2 separate regions of the Mus musculus genome follow, and region 2 is linked to region 1. The links are chromatin contacts, called in public HiChIP or PLAC-seq maps. All regions are on one chromosome and are shown on one strand. The core of a region is the stretch at or near the end of the contact, and the rest is flanking DNA. Distances in the headings are between cores, read along the strand shown. Region 1 holds the start of Rcsd1 (RCSD domain containing 1). Region 2 overlaps Gm33224 (a long non-coding RNA gene).

What was found. HiChIP or PLAC-seq counts read pairs in DNA pulled down with a chosen protein or histone mark.
Region 2: an H3K4me3 HiChIP or PLAC-seq map of the SCID.adh cell line shows a contact between it and region 1, with 13 read pairs. The contact joins the enhancer-like site here to the promoter of Rcsd1 in region 1. A contact is called at or near these places in 3 of 115 datasets of contacts at active chromatin or transcription factors (the SCID.adh cell line, double positive thymocytes and embryonic stem cells) and 2 of 9 other capture datasets (embryonic tail and pancreatic islet).

Annotation. Positions count from the first base shown.
Region 1 is chr1:165,705,776-165,711,414 of GRCm38.p6, forward strand. It overlaps Rcsd1 (RCSD domain containing 1), which reads right to left and starts at 2,319. Exons shown (of 7, transcript NM_178593.3): 1 at 2,116-2,319. The coding sequence starts at 2,121.
Region 2 is chr1:166,041,921-166,047,559 of GRCm38.p6, forward strand. It overlaps Gm33224 (a long non-coding RNA gene), which reads right to left. Exons shown (of 3, transcript XR_865710.2): 2 at 4,947-5,639; 3 at 3,532-4,865. It also overlaps the pseudogene Gm7626. Among named protein-coding and RNA genes, the nearest start is that of Gm33224, 4.4 kb to the right of the region's middle. RefSeq lists an enhancer at 5,558-5,639. Within about 2 kb of position 3,586, at least 90 of the 459 cell types and tissues checked have an H3K27ac peak or open chromatin away from gene starts, as enhancers often do. A contact at or near this core is called in the SCID.adh cell line, where this site is marked.

The DNA.
Region 1 (5,639 bases), core at 1,069-3,568:
AACTCCATTTCTTCTCAAATAAATAAGTAAGATTGGAGCTATGGGAGGCCGATTTCAGGGCTCCCATAGCTCCAATCATGCGCAGGTATTACACCTGTCACTGACTTTCACTTCCTAGCTGAGAATCTCGTAGCCTCCTCTGTCTTCTGTTTCCTCTTTACTTCCTTTAACAACAGCTCAGCTGCTACCTGTTGTGGTGTTTCGCTTGTTTGTTTGGGCTTTTGTGACTGGTTCTGGAAAGGAACTTCAAAAACAGTCACCGTGGGCCCTCAAGGCCATGGCACACCTCAGGGTGAATGGGTGTAAGCGGATCTGTCTGGCCTTCTGGTTGACTAGGCAATTTCCCTGTGCTGGTCCAGCCTTTGGCACATAGGAATTTGGCTCTCTCCATCCAACCCTTTTCCGCTACTGTGTATATCAGCTTGTAGACAGGAGGGCCTTCTCTTTTCGTGCCTCCCGCCTACCAAGCCACACAGGAAGTTGCTGGGCTGATACTTTCAGGGCCTTGGACTCCCTCTGTTTCTTCCTCAGCTGAGGGAGGAAGAAGTGGGCCTGGGAAGGGAGCCCCTTCTGTGTTTCCCTAGATTAAAGTTAGAGCTTGCATTGGGGGCCTTCAAGCAACACCTTGCTTAAGTCCAGCTGGGCTTCCATCCTGTGTCCATTACAGCTCTGTTGGCTTCTGGCTTGTCACCAGAGGTACCCTGAGCCCTCCTCGAGGAGGGGGCTCGTAAGTACAGCAGTTTCTTTATGAACCTCTCCCAGGTCCCCCCTCTGTTTCTCTCCTCTGTCCTGTAGCAGTAGTCAGCACAGAGAATCCTATTGCTTTGAGTTTGCAAGGTCTTGACCATCTGTAGGGATCCATCTGGAACGCTTTGTGGTCTAGCTACCCTAATCAACTGCTTCCTGACTTGCACAAGTCGCTACAGAGAGTCCATCTCAGACCCCAGCCCCCCAGGTACTCAGCACTCCCAAGTGCCCAGAATGCAAAATGCAACCTTGCTACTTTAGGACAACTGGTTGAGCTAAATATGCAGCCTTGCTATTGTTCTTTTAGAGCAGACAGTGAAGCTCAGAAGAGATGAGCGGACTCAAGCCTGGAAGGGATTGAACTTCTGTGCCCGGGATCTCCGCAGACCTTGGGCTAAGGAGGAGCTCTTTCCTTTTGAGTGGGAGGAGGAATCACCTTTAGGCCTGTGGGTTTTCATCTCCTTTTTTCCTCTTTGAAAATCCCAGGTCCTACTGAGATTGATTAGAATACAATAAAAGGTCACAGTTTCTTTTTCTTTCTTTGAGTGTGTGACCCTGGGAGTTGAACCTGGGGCTTTGCCAATGCTGTGCCTCTGAGTTCACCTGCAGCTGGTCTGGGTTTGAAGGGAAACATTTCTTTGGAAATCTATAGACCTGGAGGAGGAAGCTAGATGAACTAGCTGGATGGAAAGTAGTGGCCAGTATTCTCCACTGAGGTTGGAGAAGCGCAGAGAAAGTCTGGGACTCGCCCCTGCAAACCTCTCAGATACGGCTACCACACCCCAAGGTGCACACAACCTCAGGAGGCAGGGCATCTTGGAGAGCCTCTAATATCTCAGAAATAAGTTTATCTGATCGGCGGCAAGGGAGCTTTTCAGAAAGTTTTGAAAGAAGATGTGACAGAAACAAGGGGCATCAGAAGTAAGAGAACAACTGGTCGGAAAAGCCACACTGCAATCAAAACGGGAAGCCATGCGGGCAGAGTCCCGGCTTCAACTGCCAACTCTGTTTCTCAATGCCTGAGTCAGGGTTGCTGGAGTTTTGTTTTGGGGTTCTTGGTTCACACCTTTATCCGTTTATGACTTTAGTTGTACCTAAGTTTTATTTTCTAAACCCCCCCCCCAAAGCACGTATGTGCACAGTCAGAATACCTGAACCCCTACAAAGGCCCCTCCTTCGCCTGAAGTCCTTTCCTGACAAGCCCACGCCTGCCCACAGGGGTCTCCGAGGAGCAAGGACCAGCCTTTCTCAACTTGGCCTACGCGACCTTTCGGCTGCGTGCTCCCTGCTGAGAGCAGGAACGGCGACCTGGGCAGGAGCGCTCTGACCTCCCTCTCCCCCAGGCCCGTGTCCCCGCCGGTCTTTTACCTCCATGTCCTCCAGGTAGTCTTCCTCCGGCTGCGGATACGCCCGCTCTCTCGGGTTAAGAGCCCACGATCCCCGCTGTCCCCTCGGCTCCCAGCCCGGGTCACTTTCGGGGCTGTAGCGGGCACAGGGCGAGTGGGCGGCGGCGCGCGCCTGGCTGCACTCGGCTGCGGGACTGCCCCAGCTGGGGGCCCTGCGCCAGAGAACGAGGAAGGAGGAGGAGGAGGGAGGGAGGGACCGAGGGACGCAGGAGGAGGGGAGGGGAGTGGAGGGGAGCAGAGAGGGAGGCCGGATCGGGGTTTAAATTTAGACACAAATCTAAACAGATACTGTCCCTCCCAAGGCAGGACTCAAGAGCCCGAGCCGCCACGACTCCATTAATCTGCCCAAACATGGGCTGGGCAGCGCCGCGCCCCCTTTCTCGCGGAAGTTTCTCAGGACCCTGGGCTTTGCACTTTTTTCAGACCACCTCAACTCTCCCTCTTTTAGCCTGCCTTCTTTACTTTCCTTGTGCCTCAAATTAGAATTGCCTTTTCATCCTTTTTCTCTTTGCCATTTCCTTCTTTTCATACCAATTTTCCCAGCCTCCGTTCCTCCTCCTTCTCCCTCCCCCTCCCCCCATCCTCTCCTGTATTACTTAACCTAATACCTGGCCTTCCTGTGTTCAGTAGCCTTAGCTTTGATACCTCTTTTCCTGGATTCCATTTGCAGGAAACAATTATCAGTCTGTCCATCTATTATCTATCTGTGTATGAAGAAGGAGAGGAATCCAAGCAAAGTTTCCCCAAGTTTCCTGCCGCATGCAGCAGGCTACTCTTCTCCTCTGCTCTGATGCATGCAGCTTAGGGGGTTGTGGGAATATCTGCTTCGACATGCTGCTTGCTAAAGGACCTTTTTCCCATTCCTATTAAATATAGCAAAGGGCACGGTCCTAAACATCCAATTCACATAAGGCCCCCGCTTAGTAACTCTCCCCAGGGAATGTCGGTTTAAGGCTGCGTGGGAGGGATGTAGGGACTTGAATCTGTGCCGAGGCCATTGTCTGCTGCTACTGGGTTATAGCTCTGGGTGTCTCTTCAGGGTCCCATTTCTTCAGGGAATTGGCTGATAAGGATGCCTGTGTGTCTTCTTACAGCATCCTTCAACTTTGTACTCCAAACCCAGACCTGCTATGCAAGGGAGAGAGAGAGCCAACACATTGGTGGACCATAGCACAGGGCATTGGTGCTGCCCCTGTGCAAAGAGCCCAAGAGAAACCACTACCACAAACCAGCAGAGAACTCACCCACATTGCAAAGGCTGCCCCGACTGCTTCTCATCACAGTTGGTCTATAGATCTTGACGTCACAGGCCTTCTAAATCTTACCTTGTAAACCATGAAGTCAGGGCAGCCTCTGTTCATTGAACTCAGCAGCATATAGGGGCAAGACCTCTGCTTCAGAAGCAGGCAGAGGGTGAGATTCTAGTCCGATGCTTTCTAGATGAGTTCCTTTAGAAAAGCCTCTTATCTGATCTTCATTTTCTGCATCTTCTCAGGGTGGTAGATGCTTGGAAAGAGCAGCTATTTTAAAAGCATGTAGCTTCATTACATAGTTCAGATGGACAAGAGCCCCATAATCCTTTTATTTAAGAGTCAGGGATTCTGGATTCCAACGAAAGAGTCCCCTGATTCTATCTACACAGCTGCAAGCAGATTCTAGAAAAGAGATGATGGAAGCAAGAAAGGAATGTCCTGCTGATCTTGAAGTTCTGATCCCCTTGCCTTGGCTCCCTGATGACAGGAGTGTGCCTTCAGGTCAGGCTGACTTCCCCCTTTTTCTTAGAGCTAGGTGTTCCTTTCCACTCAAAGACAGCAGCATGAGTCTTTAAGGCTCTACAAGCAGGCGGGCGGAAGTATCTACCCAGAAGAAACCGTTGGGCCCAGATAATACCGCAGCCACCAAGGTGAGGTGCAGCTGCTCTCCTGCCCCTCCCTCCTCAGGCAGGGCCTCCCTAGGCTGAGAACAGATGATTCACAGAGACAAGACCACAGCCCCTCCACGTTCCTGGGAACAAGTGCAAAGCATGCTGAACCAGAGCTCTTTGCCTCCATCAGGGCCCTTCTCCCAGAGAAGGAGTAAAGCAGAATACAGAAACCCAGAGCTGTGCTCAGCAATCCTGAGTATGTGTGGGATGTATTCTTCTGTTATCCTCCCTCCCACCTCTGTAGAGGATCACCAGAAACCAAAGTGGAGGCAGGCAAACTCATACATACCCAGCTCTTCTGACAACCAAGGGGAAGAGAAAGTGGCTGTCTCAGTTCCCCCTCTCTCCACTCTCCAGGGTCTAGCCTGCTCAACCTGGGTTTTCCATTTACACAGTCTAAAAATCTAAACCAGCTAAACAAGAAACAGAGGCAAGACTATGGATCACCGGCAATGCAGCTTGGGCCAGCAAAGGGCAGGAGAGGAGACGCCATGTATGCAGGCAGCCCTTACACACAGGCTGTCAATAAATGTTGGATGAACGACTATGTGGAAAGCTGAAAGAAGAGCAGACGAGCAGAATCTGTACATGGGAAGGAAAGTCAGAGTCACTCAACAATCACATTGGCACCAACTCTAGGTCCTAGGGGAGAAAGGACTTTGTGGAAGAGACCATCAAAAGCCATAAGTGGTATCTGAATAAATTGATTGGATGCAGAACTTTCAGAGGCGCCAATAGCTACCTCTTTGTAAATGGCCTTCTAGTGCTGCTGATCACTTATTTTAATTGATTAACAAACCTGATGTAGCATTTGTGTTCTAGTTTCATTTCTGTCACTGTAATAAAATACCCCAACCAAAAGCAACATAGAGGAGATGGGGAGTTATTGGCTTATCATTCCAGTTTACAACCCATTTATTTGGGAAAAATCAAGGCAGGACCTTAAAATAACATATCCATAGTTCAGAGCAGAGAATAAACACACAGTTCTTTAGTGCACGCTCTGCTAGCTTTCATCAGGCCCAGCCAAGGGAATGGTGTTGCCCACAGTGGGTTAGGTCAGTTAACAATCAAGACAAGCCCTTAACTCCCACAGGCCAACCCTAGCCAAATAATTCTGCCTTAAACTAATTTTAGGTTGTGTCAAGTTGACGGTTAACACTACACAGCGTAGTCTGTCTGTGTCCCAGGCTTGCCTCAGAGCTTCTCAGTACTGTGATCACAGGTGTGCACCAGCACTCCTGGCTCGATTTTAATATTTAGAGCAGGAAGAAAATGTTCTATAGTGACTATAAATACTAACTAAAGCATACATACAGTTGACCCACAGTGAATGGTTCCAGGAATACCGGCCCTACCTTCCACAGGTACCCAAACCTGTGGTACTCAAGTATTTTGTATATAATGGCATGATACTTGCATATAGCTATGCACAGAGCTCTGTATATTTTAATCATCTCTAGCTTACTTAACTCTTAAAGATTCACATTTATTTGTTCTCTCTCTCTCTCTCTCTCTCTCTCTCTCTCTCTCTCTCTCTGTGTGTGTGTGTGTGTGTGTGT
Region 2 (5,639 bases), core at 2,336-4,835, 340 kb after region 1:
TGCATTTCACAGGATCTGTTGGGCTTTGGTGGCACACACCTTTTAATTCCAGTGCTCAGCACTCAAGAGGCCAAGGCAGGTGGATGGATCTCTGAGTTCAAGGCCAGCCTGGTCTACAGAGTGAGTTCCAGGACAGCCAAGGCTGCATAGAGAAACCATGTCTTGAAAACCAAACCAAAACCAAAATTTCATAGGATTTGCCTGGCATGTCTGAATTTCTTAGGACTAATCAGCTTTTTTTTTTTTTTTTTTTTTTTTTTTAATATTTAGGGTTGACCCCTTCAGAGTGATAAAGTCTTGCCAACCCATTCAACCACTGGTGTTTGAGAAACACCAACTTCTTTGATTTGACATGTTCACAGTTAGAGAAGAATTTTGTCTCTCAGAATGAATTGCATCACAAATATTATCCATATGCCTGATTAAAATGATATTTAGATGAGACATAAGACTATAGAGGTGATACTGAAATCACTGGGATGATATAAAAGTGTATTTTCTACATAAAGAAGATATGAATTTGGGGTGAGGAAGCAAAGATGGACTGCTATAGATATTTGTGCTGTACCCATTTATGTGTTGAAACCTAACTCCTGGTATGATGGTATCATGAGGACTTTGAGAAGAACTTGGATCATGAGAGTGGAACCTTCAGGAAAAGGATTCGTGCCCTTCTAGGAAGAGATCTAAGAAGGCTCACCTCTTCTCTCTGCTCTCCACCATGTGAAGAAAGCTAGAAAGAAAGAGAGCCCTCGACAGACGGCAGATCTACCAGCAATCTCTTCTTGGACCTCACAGCCTCTAGAACTGTGGAAGGAAAGTGTCCAGCCTAGGGTATTTTGTCATAGACACCCAAATACAGTGAGACGGTTTCTACTGAACTCTGTTCAGTATAGAATCTGTAGTGTAGGCACTAGAGCTGCCTTTCCTGGGCCCCTTAATCAATTCATTTTACCAAGTTCTGACCTCAAACTTATATCGAAAGGACATTTGCTGAGGTCTAGCCTATCAAATAAGACTTATTATGACCACTTCACCTGCTGGTTCATACTCAACCTTCAGGAGGCATTCAGGGCAGAGAACTCAGAGAAGTTCAAGGCACAGACTCTGGAGATGAGCTAGGTTCTGTCCTGGCCCTGACGTTAACTGGTTTCTATGAGTAAAGTGTCAGTATCCCCATACCTTCACCCCCAAAACGGCAGAAGATGGCAGTGTCTGCTCCTTAGACTGTATGGGAAGACTAGATAGAACAATGGACACACGTGCATGCAGTAGTCCTTGTTCCCCAACAAGACTTCATTCTACTAGAAGCCAATTGACCCTGAGCTTGGCACTGTGTTCCCTTTTTATTTCTTTTAGACAGCCAATTTTTTTTTTTTAATTGGGGGAATGGGTCTCTAGGGGCGGACCTGGGGCCCTCACTGCACAGCTCGCTCATTGGCACCATCTCCAGAATCCTGTGGCTTCATCACATCTGGAAGCTCTGGAGGGCTGAGAAGGGCTTGACGCGCGGAGCTTCGAAGGTGTCATCTGCTCGGAAGGCCAGGTCCACTGTGGCTGGCGCCTGTGGCCATGCTGTCTAACTAGTGAAGCCACACTCGGAGTTTTTCCATCATCAAGAAGCTGGTCGTCCTTGTAAAGTCGCTGCTCCTCTGGCGGCCGCTTGAGGATGCCCTCGAGGAGATGCGCTCCAGTTCCAACAGGGTGCTCTAGCTTCCTTAATGTTCTTAAAGATGGTGGTCTTGCGCGGGATCATAAGAAACACGTCCATCCCCGCGGCTGCTTCAGGCTCAATTAGCTAGCGCGGCTGCGCTCCGCCCCGCCCCTTCTGTGTTACTTTTATCATCAGTATTGTCCCACTCCAAGGTTTATACTCTCAACCTTACACTGTCAACTTAAGATACTGCACAGTGCAGCACTGATTAATCAGTAGCAGGGTGTTTCCTCCTCTGTGTCATCACTACACTCTGGGTTTAATGTCTCCCATCCCCCACCCAGTAACTGTGTCAGGCTTGTGGGATAGGTTTGTGACTTAGCAAGTGTTTACCTAGTACATAGCATGTCCAAGGCCCCAGCTTCATTCCCTGGCACAACAAAACAAAACAAAGGCAACTGTGGGCTCGTGAGTCAGCTCGCCATCAGCCACCAGCTGCTTCCTGCCTGTAGGATGCAGCTTTTGTCTCCCACATACTCTCAGCATAAAACCCTGGTCCAAGCACACACAAACCAAACGCCCACAGTTGAATGGTTCAGTGAGTGAATTAATGAAAATTATCACTGAAACAGCATCTCAACCTTGCTTCTTACAAATAAAATATAATTTAATCTCAAAACATTACATTTACTTCGTGTATATGTAAGGGGGTGGGGTGGGGGTGGGGAGATTACATACTCAGACCATGAGCAAGCTTGTGTGAGCCCCAGAGATCAGACGAAGGTCGTCTGCCTTGGTGGCAAACACTTCTACCCACTGAGCTATCTAGCTGGCACCTATATCATTTTTCAGTGACAGCATCCTTAATGTGGCCCTCCCCAGAAAAAAAGTCTTCATTTTTTAATCTACACTATTAATACTTCACATTTTTTAAAACGGTTTCTTTCAGGATCTTTTAGATTGATAGGAAATAACTGAAAGCACTGTTGAGTTTCCCTACGCCGGCCCAATTTCCCCTCTAGTTGACATTTTACATTTGCCACAATGAATGACCCAGTTCTAATACATTTTTATTAATAAAAGTCCACACTCTCCCCACGATCTCTTTGGGTTTCCTGTTTTCCCAGCGTAGCCTTTGCTGCCCCAGGTCCCTCCCTGTTCCAGCATGCTGTGTTTAGTTGCTACATCTCCTTGGCTTCTCTTGGTTGTGGTGGTTTCTCTCTAAGATCTGAAAAAGTCCCATTTGGGGGGCGTGGGGGGTTGTTCAGGTCAGCCTCCTCCATGACCCTAGCCAGCTGTCATTTTCCTGGAAGGGACTCTTGGATGCAGCTGAGGAAGGTTAAAGGGGGCACAGAATGGGCTGATGGACAGGCTTGAATGAAATTCATTGCTCTTGGCCTTCTAATGAGGTGCATGGCCAATGGCCTTGGGAGGATGCAGCCTCGGAAATACAGCAGAGTCTAACAATCTAGGAAACACAGCACAGTCTAAACCGTGACACACCAGGGACGGGCCATCTGCTTGGGCAGATTTTGGTGGCTTCTCTCAGTAGTCTTGTTAGGCCTGAGCAAGCCAGGGGCAGTGACCTCTCTTCTTGCCATTCACTGACTTTGCTTTCCTCTGGAACCAAATGCTTGCAATCCAGCGTCAGTCGATCCATCTCGTAGGTATACATCCAGGGGATCGAAACTCACACCCCATCATGCTCTCTGGCCACATCACATCAGAGGACGACCCACTGGCAGTGCAGGTGCCCTTTCCATTTCCATTTCCCCTTCCCTCTCTCCCCTCCTCCCCCCATCCCCAGTTCCTTTTCTAACTCTTGAGCAGGAGAGGGAAGGGCAGGATGGGTGGGAGTTTTAACTGTTACCTCTGGCCTAGTTCTTTCATCTCTTAAGCTAAATTCCAAAGGGGTAATTGTATTAGTCATCCCCAAATCCAGCCTTCTCAGAGAGCGCAGCCTGTGAGCTCCCCCTCTCTCCTTCTTTCAGGGGGTTGGAGAAGTGCAGTTTATAAAAGCCCCACTTCTAAGTCCCCAATCTGCACTTTCTGGAAGCTTTCCGGAGAGCAGCCATCCTAGCGGACCCCAAGCTGCACAGACTTGGACACTACATAACCTTTCTTTTCCCCAGCCCCCCACCTCCTTCTTCCTTGCAGCCAATTAAAGACAGACAGCACGCTGCCCCGCTGCTGAGGCTCTAACCGAAGGAGCAAGAGGAGTCTGGTGGGAGGGAGCTCCTGCTGAGAATGGGGCCCAGGCCCTGGGCTAGGCAGGATGGAATGTGCCGTGGGATTTAGGAAAGCTGTGGCTGGATATGAGACTCTGACAGCCAAAATGCACACAGCACTGGTGATTAAAACTAACAAGAACACTTGCCAATTTCCCTACAAGTTTGTCCTTTCTCCAGAGTAGTTTTGACAGTGGACAGGACACGAGGCATTTTTCTATGGCCACTCACTTCGTCATCTTATGTGGCTCCTACACCCAAGTAAATATTGAGATGTTTGAAGAAGTTACCATCCGCCTGTGAGGAATTTTTCTCCTTTTGCAAGGAAACCCACAGCCCAATCCAGTCCATGATCTCCTTCTGCTACTGTTTTGCTGGGCGCTTATAGATAGAAACCAGAACTTTCTTGTTATGTGTTCCTTTGCTATTTGGATAAAGTTTTTTTTTTTGTTGTTGTTTTTTTTAAAGAAAAAAAAAAGGACAACCACCCCTTTGTCATTTGTTACTCTTTCTGTGTTGATAGATCTTAAGAATGTATTTTCTGGACTGGTAGGACGACTCAGTGGTTAGGGGTGTGGGTGCTTGTAGCCAAGCCTGAAAAACAGCAAGCTGGTCTTAGCCAGTGCTCTGTAATATGAAAACAGAAAAAGAAGATTTAATTTAAGGTAACCACATCAGGAAGAAAAACAAGGGAGTCCAGGAACCTCCAAGTCCAAGACCTCCCTCTGAGATCCTGACAGAAGCATAGGAGAGGAGATAGGGCATGAGTAACCTGGTCACCTGGTCAAGCTGTGGTCCCCCACTCTTGTCTCAGCTCCTCCAGTCTCCCTTGCAAGGTGGTCCAGGAAGATGCCGGACTGAGATCTCTTCCTAGAAGACAAGTCTCTCCTGCTGCCGCAGGACTTCATCCTTTCCCTTCTCCCAGCCTGGGGCTCTCGGAGACATGTCAAGACTCTGCATTCCAATGGTCTGATACCTAAGGGCTGGGGCACACGTTTCTCTTATCCCCATTCCTGCCTGTGCCAGTGTAGAACCCATTTGTTCATTAATTCATCCACTCAAACCTTTCTATAAGCCAGGCATTGTGTGAGATGCTTGGATATAGCAGGGAAAGTCCCAGGGCCAGGTATGTTGAGATTCCTTTGAGGGAAGGCAAACAAATAAACAGACAAACAAACCAGTAAGTGTGGGATGTAATGGGTTCTAACAATCGCTGTAAAGATAAATAGAACAGTTTAAACAATTAGAGGACAAGAGAAGGCAGTGGCTTTTACACAGGTAGACAACCCTGTTGTGAGGTGACATTGGAGAGGAACTGAGGAAGTGAAGTCCCTGAGGAGAGACAGATGCTACTGAAGGCAATGTGGGCAAAAAGGCCCTGTGCCCTAATCCTCCTGACTCCAGAAAAGCAGTATTATTATTATCTCATCTCTAAAAAATATTATATCAATATTTTTGTATTTTATGTGAATGGAAGTCAGAGGAGTACTTTCAGAAGCCGGCTCTCTCCTTTCACGATATGGGTCCCCAGGGATCACACTCAGGTCTTCAGGCTTGGTAGCAGTCACCTTTGCCCACTGAGCCATCTTACTGGCCCTCTTATCCCACTTTAAAAACAAGATGGACAAACAAAACCCCCAAACTTGCTGCATCTCCACTTCCTTCATATTCTCCCCTCCCATCTCAGCCATACCTTTTTCTTCACTCACTGGCCCCCTCCCCTTTATTTTTATCGACCAGTCTTTCTCCGCACAATC